Regions from separate parts of the Mus musculus genome. Here regions 1 and 2 are each linked to region 3. A link is a contact called in public HiChIP or PLAC-seq and promoter capture Hi-C data. All regions are on one chromosome and are shown on one strand. Each heading gives the region's core, a stretch centred on a gene start, on an enhancer-like site or on the middle of the called end of the contact. The rest is flanking DNA. Distances are from core to core; before and after follow the strand shown.

The links. HiChIP or PLAC-seq counts read pairs in DNA pulled down with a chosen protein or histone mark. Capture Hi-C pulls out chosen DNA fragments and counts their contacts.
Region 1: a promoter capture Hi-C map of adipose tissue shows a contact between it and region 3. The contact joins the promoter of Ubxn11 here to the promoter of Pafah2 in region 3. A contact is called at or near these places in 2 of 484 Hi-C or Micro-C datasets (B cells and embryonic stem cells), 1 of 115 datasets of contacts at active chromatin or transcription factors (bone marrow-derived macrophages) and 2 of 9 other capture datasets (adipose tissue and liver).
Region 2: a contact with region 3 is called in an H3K27ac HiChIP or PLAC-seq map of the HPC-7 cell line, with 10 times the contacts expected there. The contact joins the promoter of Man1c1 here to the promoter of Pafah2 in region 3. A contact is called at or near these places in 4 of 39 promoter capture datasets (the 3T3-L1 cell line, the C10 cell line, liver and 1 more), 1 of 15 datasets of contacts at CTCF or cohesin (embryonic stem cells), 21 of 484 Hi-C or Micro-C datasets (B cells, the C2C12 cell line, CD4 T cells and 12 more), 6 of 115 datasets of contacts at active chromatin or transcription factors (the HPC-7 cell line, astrocytes, embryonic basal ganglia and 2 more) and 3 of 9 other capture datasets (embryonic stem cells, macrophages and pancreatic islet).

Annotation. Positions count from the first base shown.
Region 1 is chr4:134,100,253-134,103,991 of GRCm38.p6, forward strand. It overlaps Ubxn11 (UBX domain protein 11), which reads left to right and starts at 2,331. Exons shown (of 15, transcript NM_026257.3): 1 at 2,331-2,396.
Region 2 is chr4:134,702,908-134,706,417 of GRCm38.p6, forward strand. Man1c1 (mannosidase, alpha, class 1C, member 1) reads right to left here and starts at 1,383. Exons shown (of 12, transcript NM_207237.3): 1 at 38-1,383. The coding sequence starts at 562.
Region 3 is chr4:134,401,321-134,405,097 of GRCm38.p6, forward strand. Pafah2 (platelet-activating factor acetylhydrolase 2) reads left to right here and starts at 1,592. Exons shown (of 10, transcript NM_001285874.1): 1 at 1,592-1,784; 2 at 2,773-2,923; 3 at 3,686-3,777. The coding sequence starts at 1,695.

The DNA of each region.
Region 1 (3,739 bases), core at 1,081-3,580, 300 kb before region 3:
AAGTAGAATGTAACCCTGCTTAAGAGAAGGGAGAAGGCCCAGAGCTGGTATCGCTAGGGTTTGAAGGAGAAGCAATGGAAGGTGTTCCAGAAGAAGCCCAACACTCGGGAGGAGCTTGCTGTTCCTGGAGCATGAGGAGGGTGGAGGGCGGGACTTTGACTATAGAGGCTTCAAGTATCCTAAGCTGGGGGTGATGGGCATTCATCAGAGGTGGGGGCTGTAAGGGTGGCAAAGGCGGAAGAGGAGGAGTACAGAGAGCACAGTTGTCTCCTCAGGGACTCTGTGGGCTTGAAAGACTCCCTCTCTCTGCTTCCTTCCTCCCAGAGCTGCTAGCTCTCAATAAACTCCTTAGCCCCAAAGGAGCCATGTCTGCTAAGCATCTTTCAGTTAATGAGCTAAAAGTCAAGTAGATTCTGTCCACCCAAGAACAGAATTCTGCTCAAGCCCTGGATGGGGTAAAGAGGCAGCCAGAGGAGCTACATCCCAGAAGTGAAGAAGGAGTCCTGGGTGGTGTGGAAGTTATGTAGACCCATCTCCAGGGGCTCCTAGCATTCAAGGCTGGAGACCCCAGAAAGTTTTCCAGGGTCTCTAAGATGGTACATTGAGTGACAAGGGCTGAGAAAGTAACCCTGAGGAGAGTTTAGCGGTGGTTCTCAACCTTCCTAAGGCTGTGACCCTTTAATCTGGTTCCTCTTGTCGTAGTGAGCTCCAACCGTAAATTTATTCCATTGCTACTTCATAACTGTATTTTTGCTACTATCTAATATGCAGGATATCAGGTATGGGGCCCCAAACTGGGTCACAAGCCACAGGTTGAGACCTCTGGATTAGAGTCTTCATGTTTTTCTTCTTCCTTTTTTTTTTTTTTTTTTCCAGACAGGGTTTCTCTGTGTAGCCCTGGCTGCCCTGGAACTCACTCTGTAGACCAGGCTGGCCTCGAACTCAGAAATCCACCTGCCTCTGCCTCCCAAGTGCTGGGATTAAAGGCATGTGCCACCATGCCCGGCTCTATGTTTTTCTTTTTCTTTGTGTTTTTTTAAAGACAGGGTTTCTCTGTGTATCCCTGGCTGGCCTGGAACTCACTCTGTAGACCAGGCTGGCCTCGAACTCAGAAATCCACCTGCCTCTGCCTCCCAAGTGCTGGGATTAAAGGCATGTGCCACCATGCCCGGCTCTATGTTTTTCTTTTTCTTTGTGTTTTTTTTAAGACAGGGTTTCTCTGTGTATCCCTGGCTGGCCTGGAACTCACTCTGTAGACCAGGCTGGCCTCAAACTCAGAAATCTGCCTGCCTCTGCCTCCCAAGTGCTGGGATTAAAGGCGGGAGCCACCACACCTGACCTGGTTTTGTTTTTCTAAACAGGGTTTCTTTCTGTAGCCTTGGCTGTCCTGGGGCTCACTCTGTAGACCAGGCTGGCTTCGAATTCAGAGATCCTCTTGCCTCTGTCTCCTGCTGGGATTAGAGACAAGTGCCACCACCACCTGGCAAGAAATATTTTGAAAACATCTATAGAGGTGTTTGATAAGTACTTTGCATTACCCTCCTAATGGCCAATCCCAGCAACCTTGTCAGGTAGGCCGTATTTTCATTTTACAAGCGAAGAAAAGGAGATGTGAATGTGCTCAAAGTTACCCTGTCTGTACAGGTGAGGACCCAGTGCAGTCCTAACTAAAGTATCTCTAGTACTTTGGTGCTATTAGGATAATTTTAGTTTTCAGTTAATATCTATTTGGTCACTTATTTCGTGTTGCATCTGGACAGTGCTCCTGCAGAAATCGGAAGACAGATCCAGGAGCCGTTTTCTCCTGCCATGTGTGACCTGATCGAACTTGGTCTTCAGCTTGGTAGTAAGACCAAGACTTAGTACCCGTTGAGCCATCTAGCTATGAGGCTGAGGGAGGGGAAATTACTCGTCATACTGGAAGTGAAGGGTCACCCAATTATTCTACTTAGGAACTAGAATTAGAACTTTCCTGCAGTGCATCATCTAGTCCATAAATTAGAGGGGGGAAATGAGATTTAAATATTTATTAAGTCACCTGCATCATTTCCATTCATCTTTGCATGATCAGGTGGGAAAACAAAGGAAACATGATTTCTTCAAGATCAAATAGCACAATATTGACAACGTCGGGTTCAACATCTTCAGGTCTAGAGGCTTCTAGGGACCAATCTCTTGAACTCAAGACCCGGCCTCAAGAACGCCCTCTGACCTCTTAGAGCGGTGCATTCTGGGATTTGAAGTCTCACGTGCAACCCTATGCCCGTCTTCACTGCCCTCTGGTTCGTTAGAGAGCCTCTCGGAATTAGCCAATGAGAAGTGCTCGGGTCCTGGTCGCCTGGGAAACCCCGAGACAACAAGATGGCGGCGCCGCGGGACGGCTCGCTGGCCCCGTGGTGAGTGCCATCTCCGGGCCTTTCTGCCCCGCTAAGTCTTCCCGCAGGCCGCGGCCCTCGTCCTGACTCCGAGGGTCGGCGACATGCATGACTTGGCTCAGGAGGGAAGTGGGGACCATACTCACCGTGTCCGCGCGTGGAGGCGGGACAGGCGGCGGAATCCTGGGGCGGGCTTTGGGCGCACTAACCTTCTTAGTGCCAACGTGCCCAGCAAAGGATTAGGAGGATGTCGCGCAGCTATCAGGCTGTCGCCTGGTGTGTCGAGTGATAACTGCCTAGGGCAGCACTCAGTTTGGTCCTTCAGATGAAGAAACAAAGGACACGTTTGTAACCCTCACCGGAGGCGACAACCGTATCTTTACAGACTTAATGGGTTGTGACATAGGCCTGCACTCTATGTAGGGGCCGAGGAGAGAGGACTGGAGTACGAAGCCTATCTGGCTACATTGCGAGTCCCAGGCCAACCAGGGTAAATCAGCGAAACTTTACCTTAAATTAAAAAAAGTAAAATAAAACAAAGCCAGGAGTGGTGGCTCACACCTTTAATCCCAGCAAAGTTTGAGGCCAGCCTGGTTTAACAGAGTGAGACTCTTGTCTCAAAAACAAAAAACAAATAACTAAACAAAATAGAAGCTGGGCCTGGTGGTCTGCAGACGTGTAAAGCTACTCAGGAGGCTGAAACAGGCGGAGCACATGTTCAAAGTCAGCCTGGACTTTAGAGCCAGTTCAAGGCCAGTGGGGGCAAAGACCTTTATATATATTATATATTTATTATTATCATTTCATACATATATGTGTCTGCATGTGTGTATGTGTACCACATGCATGTCTGGTGTCAAAGGAGGCCAGAGGAAGGCATCACCGTCCCTGGAACTGGAGTTACAAGAGGTTCTGTTCTGAGCTGCGATGCAGTTACTGGGAACCAAACCGAGGTTCTTCAAGAGCAGCAATTGCTCTTAACCTCTGAGCCATTTTCAAGCTTAAGACTTTATTTCAAGCTGGGCATGGTCGCGCACGCCTTTAATCCCAGCACTTGGGAGGCAGAGGCAGGCGGATTTCTGAGTTCCAGGCCAGCCTGGTCTACAGAGTGAGTTCCAGGGCAGCCAGGGCTATACAGAGAAACCCTGTCTCGCTGGTTGAGGCCAGCCTGGGCTACACATTTTGGGCTGGTGAGATGGCTCAGTGGGTAAGAGCACCCGACTGCTCTTCCGAAGGTCAGGAGTTCAAATCCCAGCAACCACATGGTGGCTTACAACCATCCATACGAGATCTGACTCCCTCTTCTGGAGTGTCTGAAGACAGCTACAGTGTACTTACATATAATAAATAAATAAATCTTTAAA
Region 2 (3,510 bases), core at 133-2,632, 300 kb after region 3:
TTGGCGGGAGGTGTGTGTTGGGGGGGGGGGTGCTTACCTCTTTGATTTTCTCTCGCTGAGCTCGCACCAGACTCTGGGACTCCTTACTCTCATCAGTCCTTGTCCCCAAGACCGGGTGTCGAAGGCGGCTGCGGAAACCATTGTAGTCGAAAGTGAACCGGACGCTCTCTTCCTGCGGCCTGAGGGCTGCAACCCTGTTGCCTTCCTCCCGGGGCCCGGTGGGGCGGGTTCGCCGCAGCCACCCTTTCCTACGGAGAACACCGACCAGGCGGCTGGGATCGTCCTCACCCGGGGCCGGAGCCGCAGGGGCAGGGTTGGGAGGCGGCTCCTGCTCTGACACCGAGTGGTGACCGGCGATTTCGGCCATCACCTCCAGGCCGGGCTGTTGGGTCCGCGAGGCCGAGAAGAGGCGCTTGAGGCGAGAGGAATGGGGCAGAAGGAACAGGGCGCCAAAGCACAGGGTGACGAGGCCCGAGAGGAAGAGCAGGAAAAGGAACTTCTGCGGCAGCCGCAGCCCCCACGGCGAGGCCGGGACGAAACCCGGCACTTTCCTCACCAGCATCGCGGCGCGGCCAGCAGGAGGGGGCTGTCAGCTCCGCCCGGGGCCCCGGGAGTCCTCAGAGTCCTCAAGGGTGGGGAGCAAGAGTGAAGTGGCTGGGGTCCCCGAGCAAGGCTGCGCACCTCGAGGCCGCCGCTTCGGGACCCGCCCGAAGTTCAGGGAGTTTGGAGCGAGTCCTCCCGCGCGGGGGCGGGGGCGCGGCGGCCTCGGCGGGGCCCGGGCGAGGGGGGCTGCTCGGCTGGAGCCCGGGCCCGCCGTGCGCCGCAGCCTGCCCTCCGCCTGATCCACGGAGCCCGCGCCCTCCCGCGCCTTCCCGCGCCGGAGTGGTCACATGCCGTCCGCGACGCCCTCGCGGAGGGTGCGCAGGACGCAGGCCCCGACCCGCCGGCACCCGAAGTTTCAGCCTCTGGAGCAGTTTGCAAAGGGAACCCCCGGGGCTTGCAGGGCGAGCGCAGCTCCTAGAGCGCGAGCCCAGCCGGTGGTGACGGCGCAGGGCCCGGCGGTCGGGACACGTCCACAACTTTGCTCCGCCGCGCGCGGTTGCCGCTCCCGAGGCTGCGCGGGACCCAGGGGCTTCAGATGCTCGCGCGGGGAGAGGGATACCCGGGAAGCGCGTGCGAAGCCTGCAGCTGGCCTCTGTCAGCCCTGGGCCTGCCGCTGAGCCAGGAAGCCTTGGCTCCGGCGCCGCAACTCGGGAGGGCGCGGGTCTCCTGCTGCGATCACCTGTTCCCGGCCCCGCGGCTCCGCTAGCCGCGCAGGCTCACCCGCCGCAGCTCCAGACGGGCCGCCGCTGCTCCGGCTCTCACTGCGACAGCGCCGCTGCCCCGCCCCCCGCCAGCCACGCCCTCAGGCCACGCCTACAGCGCGCCTCGCGCCCCTCCTCTCCGCCCGCCGCGGCACCGCAGTTCGGCCAATGGGGAACCTAGCCGGGAAAGATGGGCGGGTCACAGTCTGGGCCACGCCCCCCGCTCCAAATGCTGGCGCTGCGCTCCCCCATCCTGCTAGCTCCAATGGTCCAGCTGCGCGCTGTGGAGAGGGCGGGGTGCAGAGCGGAGAGAGGTCATTGGCTGCTTCCGAGGGATCCCCGATGGGCCACAATCACCCATTGGTTTCTGCCCAGCGTTCGCTGGACTCCGAAAGACCGAGACGCCCCCTCCACCGCCCACCTCCGCCTAGCGCCGCTCTGTGTTTCGGTCTCCCCCCGGAAGGGCCAGGAGACCAGGTTGTTCTGTAAGGCGCTGCCCATCGTTGGGCGACCCTGTCACTTCTCAGCACCAGCCGGGGATTGCCAGGTTGCTGGTAGCCAGGGATGCCCAGAGCTCAGACCAGCCGCGGTAGTACAGCTGCTTCGCTCTGGGGGGGATGGGGATGGCTGGACCAAACCCGAGAGCTGTGGCTGTGGTTATGTCTGGCTGAATCAGTATTTCCAGGGTTCCTCGCAAACCGCCACCAAAAATGTGGCCAAGGCCCTTGGGTGGGGTTGGCGAGGGATGCTAACATGAGAAGCAAGAAGAGAGAGGGACAGACAGAGAGAGAGGCGGGGACCTGGACATATGCACGGGTCATACATAGGATATGCATGTATGTGAACATTTGCATTTTTATGCATACAGAGGCTACCTTGTGGGTGTGTGCTTACATGCAAATATACACTTAATTTCAGCACGGACACCCTAGCAATTATGCCAAAGTGTATCTAGACAGGTCTATATAAGCAAAACATTGACGTGCACAGGCATACCCAAGCCACCTCCACAAGCCCACACATACACCGGCATGTGTTATCAGACACCGTGTGCCCCTGCCCCAAGACACATGCATCCGTGGACTTTAGTCCTTCCCTTGCTGTTAAACCTCACACCGGGGGCCAAAATAACACTGCTGTGTGGGTCTCTCATGCAAAACTCTTTATAGAGACAACAGCATAGGGAGAGACAAATTAAGAGGTATAATAGGCAAGGGGGAAAATATCTGCTTTCAGCTGCAATTTGAAAGACAGAAAATACTGCAGGGACGCCTTTCCCGGAGAGGAGGCAGCCCAGGCAGGCTCTCACCTCATAAATCTTTCTTCTTCCCTGAGGCTTTCTGCAAATGGGCTACTGAGGCTTGCTTCTAACCCTGGCCAAACCATTGCCAGCACGCCCACTCCTGACATTTAAATACCCCTGGCATATAAATTTCTCTCTGCTGAAAATAAAAGATAAAAGACTACTGTCGCTAACAGGTGCAAATATTTTGGTCACCGGAGATGAATAATTTCTCCCAATACACCTAGCTTATATGTAAATTTCTACTTCAAATGTTTCAGTCTCTTATGAGTTTGGCTGGCAGGAGTCAGTTCCCTGGAGTTAGCTCGTGCATGAGATAAGCATGTGTGTGCTCCTTAATGCAGTAGCCCAGAGGCCTAGCCTGGTCTCCTGCACGTCTCCCTTGTCCAAGCTTCTCAGTGGATCCTACAGGAGAGTCCTGGCATATACTTGGGGAAGGAGGTAGGGACCTAGCCTTTAATGTCAGCTTGTCTGCACTGAGGGGGTTGGGGGGCACGGAGACAGAGACGGAGTGTGTGAGTGAGTGTGTGTGTGTGTGTGTGTGTGTGTGTGTATGTGTGAATGTGTATGAGTGTGTGTGTTTGAGTGTGTGTGTTTAAGTATGTGTGTGTATGAGTGTGAGTGTTTGAGTATGTGTGAATGTGTATGTGTGAGTGAGTATGTGTGTGTGTGTGTGTGTGTGTGTTTGAGTATGTGTAAACGTGTGTGAGTGTGGATGTGTGTGTTTGAGTATGTGTGAATGTGTGTGAGTGTGGATGTGTGTGAGTGTTTGAGTATATGTGAATGTGTGAATGTGTGAATGTGTGTGTGTGTGTGTGTGTGTGTGTGTGTGTGTGTGTGTGTGTGTTGGGCAGGGAGGGAGGGGTCATTGGAGGAGATAGAAACAAGAAGTCGGGCTGGAGA
Region 3 (3,777 bases), core at 342-2,841:
CTCTGCAGCCAGCACTAACTGCCCCCATGTCTCACACGCCCTTTCCTAACTTTCAATCCTGTCTTTCCCTGCTCTCTGCTCCCACGCTCAGGGGACACACTCACTCTCCTCAGAACTCCAGTGGCATTTTATCTCTCTTTTATGACAGGAGCTGCAGCTGCTTCACCATCATGTGACCCACATGTGTCTTGCAGCGGCAGTCTTGGTTCTCCAGTGTGTGTGCTCAGCCTCGGGGGAGGAGGGTCGGGCCGGGGTGGGGTGGGGTGGAGTGGGTGGAGTCTGGCAGAGGCTCCTCCCCCTTCCCACTGGCTGTGCGGTCCACAGCCTGCAACAGAATTTAGCTCCTCTTCCCTTCCTCCTTTTTGTATTAGTGGGTGTCTTAAAATTTGCGCTGGAAGAACAAAAGAGGAAAAGGAATAGTAGAGAGAAAATTATTGCCTCCCAACGTTAAGTAGAGTGACTCTGGCTGGCTTCTTGGGGTTTTTCCTCTGGACCAGATGATTGGCAGGCAGGAAGGTGTGTGTGTGTGTGTGTGTGTGTGTGTGTGTGTGTGTGTGTGTGTGTGTGTGTGTGTGTGTATGTGTGTGTGTGTAGTAACAGCTGTGGCCTTAAACAGTTCAGGACTATGAGTTCTTCAGTTACACACGTGTATGTGCCGAGGCAGGGACAGGGGTGATTGCAGGGAGCGTTGGCAGCAACCATCTCCAAAGTCTCTCTTTGCCCAGGCTTGCTCTGGCTTGCACACTGATCCTCCCAGAGGAGGACTCAGAATGTCCAAACAAACCGCGGGGGTGGGGGTGGGGGGCAGGGCCCCGCCCATGCAGGTGGTTTAGGCTGTAAGGAATAGGAATTGAAATGTTGCTTGCTTTAAGCCGGTTCGTGGGCTGAGTTAGACCTCTCTGCCTTGCTCTTGAGTCTGCAAAATTGGTCCAGCTACCTCCCTTCTCGGAAAGCTGTTGAGAGGGTTAGATGAAGCAGTGTTTATCAGAGACTTAGTACAGTGCTAGCTGAGGAAGAGCTGGACCTCAGTGGGGCGTTATTAGCCAGGGAAGGCAAAGTCTGGGCTGTAATCACTACAGCAGTTACTGTCAGATAGATACACGGTAGGTGCGGGGTCATTACGCAATAATCCTGAGACAGAGTCATGCATCCCAGGCTTGCCTTGAACTCCTAACCCTCCGGACACCACCCTCCTCAGTGCTGGGGTTACAGGTGTTCATCGCCGTAGCTGTTTTCTATAGTTCTGGGAATTGAACCCAGGGCTTCTTGTATGCTAGAACTGAGCCACACCCTTATGGTTTGTAGGTTTTGAGGGATCTGAGGACTAGCTCATCACCACTATCTCCTCACCCCACCAGAGGGAAATGAAGACCACAGTCCATAGGGCTGGGGATGGAATGGGTCGCTACCTAACAAGTGTAAGGCCCCGGCTTCCACCCCGCCACTGCAGAAAGACAACCGAAAGACGAGCCTGAAAACGTTGGCAAAGTCGCAAGTGTAAATAACGAATATGATTTAGTGAGTAGCTGGCAGGAAGGTCGGCTGGGGTGATAAGGATGTCAGGAAGTGGACAGGGTTGGCACATGACCTAGAGAAACAGCAAGTGAGGGAGAGACCAGCAAGAGGCTGTTCTGTGTTCTGTCTTCCAGCCAGCAAATTCCCGAGCACCCGGCTTTGGTCCAGCTGGTGATGAGATGGGGGCCGGCCAGTCTGTGTGCTTCCCACCCATCTCGGGACCCCACCACATTGGCTGCACGGATGTGATGGAGGGTCACAGTCTTGAGGTAAGTGTCCCAAGCTCCGCCCCTGCTCTGTTCCACTGCGGGGACTTCACCAGCACAGGTCCAAGTGTGTAAGTTCTGGGCTGCTAAGTTACAGCTGGGCAGAGTTTGGACATCAGCCTTTTGGCCTGTTTTCCTGCTGGCTTTTAAATTCCTCATTTAAACTCTTAGAACCTCCGCAGATGGCCGAGTTCTTTCTGCAGCAAGGAGGAGCCAGAGGCACCTCACAGACCCTTTCTCCTGTCGTGAGTCCAGGCATCTGACCCTAGAGAGGTTTTTCGATGCCATCCTGATGTAGGGGGACAGGATGAAGCATAGTGGGCCACAGGCCACTGTCCTGACTCTACAGCTTGGGTGGGAAGATGAGGTCTTCACCTCTAGCCTCCCATTCACTTCTCTCTGGTTTCTGAACCTCCTGCCAATTCCTAAGCTTTTCTTTTTCTTTGTTTCCTCTTCCTCCTCCTCCTCTTCCTCTTCTTCCTCCTCTTCCTTTTTAACATTTTTGAGGTTTCTCATGTAGCTCAGGCTGCCCTCCAACCGGAAATGTAGCCAAGAATGACCATAAGCCCCTGATCCTCCCACCTCCAGGACTTCAGGCACGTGCCACCATGACCCAACAAGTTCCTTAGGTTTTTGTCCCCGGTGGTTGGGCTCACCTCTGTTCTGTGAGAGACACCCACTTCCTGGTAACCCCTCTCCTGCTCCCTCTCCTGACCAAGCCTTCTGCTGCCACTGAGTTCATCCTAAGAGCAAAGACCTAGCCCCCCCACCTCCCTCGTTCGCACGGAGCCTAGGTCCACAGTATGGCGCTGTTCCAGGATGTAATTGGAAATGCACTTGACAGTCAGGACATAAGCCCTCTGATGTGCTAGCCACAAAATTGTTTCTGGATCGGAGGAAGCCTCTGTTTCTCTGTTGGTGCCCCAGACTCCTGCTGACCCCAAATGCCTAAGCTTTGTGGTCCCAGCAGCTGCTCCCTTCTTTTCCCCAGGGGAGCCTCTTCCGACTCTTCTACCCTTGCCAAGCATCAGAGAAGTGCGAGCAGCCCCTGTGGATTCCCCGCTACGAGTACAGCATGGGTCTGGCCGATTACCTGCAGTATAACAAGCGCTGGGTGGGGTTGCTGTTCAACGTGGGTATCGGTAAGGCTGGCCCGGCCCTGGCTGCTTCCCGGGTGCCTGGTTACATCCCCAGAAGAGACCCAGGCAGACACAGGAACTATTTAGCTTGCATAGTCCAGTCCTTGGTTTGGAGAGATGGGAGAGACTTGGACGCGTGAGAATCTGGGTCATGGGTTCAAATCCAGACTTTGTAATTTACTGGCAGTGGGACTTGGGCCAGTCCCTTATCCCACTTGCCCTGCCAGCGTTTGTAGAACTGTGGTGCCAGATACAGGTAGAACTAGAACCTCTTGCGCAGTGTTTGGGACATCAGATGGGACATGGTACTGGCTGTGGTCCCTAAATCCAGTATGCATTCTGATCCACTCTATAGATCACCCCCACCTTTTTTTTTTAGTACTGGGAAGCAAACCCAGGGGATCATACAAGCTAGGCCAGAGCTCTGCACTGAACTGCATGCCATTAGCCGTCCGCTCCACCGATGCTCGCCCCAGCAGCTATATCAGACACTCTTGGCGCCCAGGGAGCATGGCTCTCCTGCAGCATGCCCGCTGGTCTTGTTCTCCGTACCCCCTCCCAAGATCGTAGCCCAGGAGTTCCCCGTGGCCTTGGCTTTTCACAGATCTTCCCAGGGTTCTTCAGTGCTGCCCCTTTGGGTCTTTTTTTTTCCCCTGGTGATTCTGGAGATGGGAGGACCACATATGCACACCCCTGTCTGTACTCAGACTGCCTGTGAGATTCCTTATGGGCAGCCAGAGAGTCTACAGTCTGTGTCTCTGCCAGGATCTTGTCGCTTGCCTGTTAGCTGGAACGGCCCCTTTAAGGCAAAGGAGTCTGGATACCCTTTGATCATCTTGTCCCATGGTCTAGGAGGG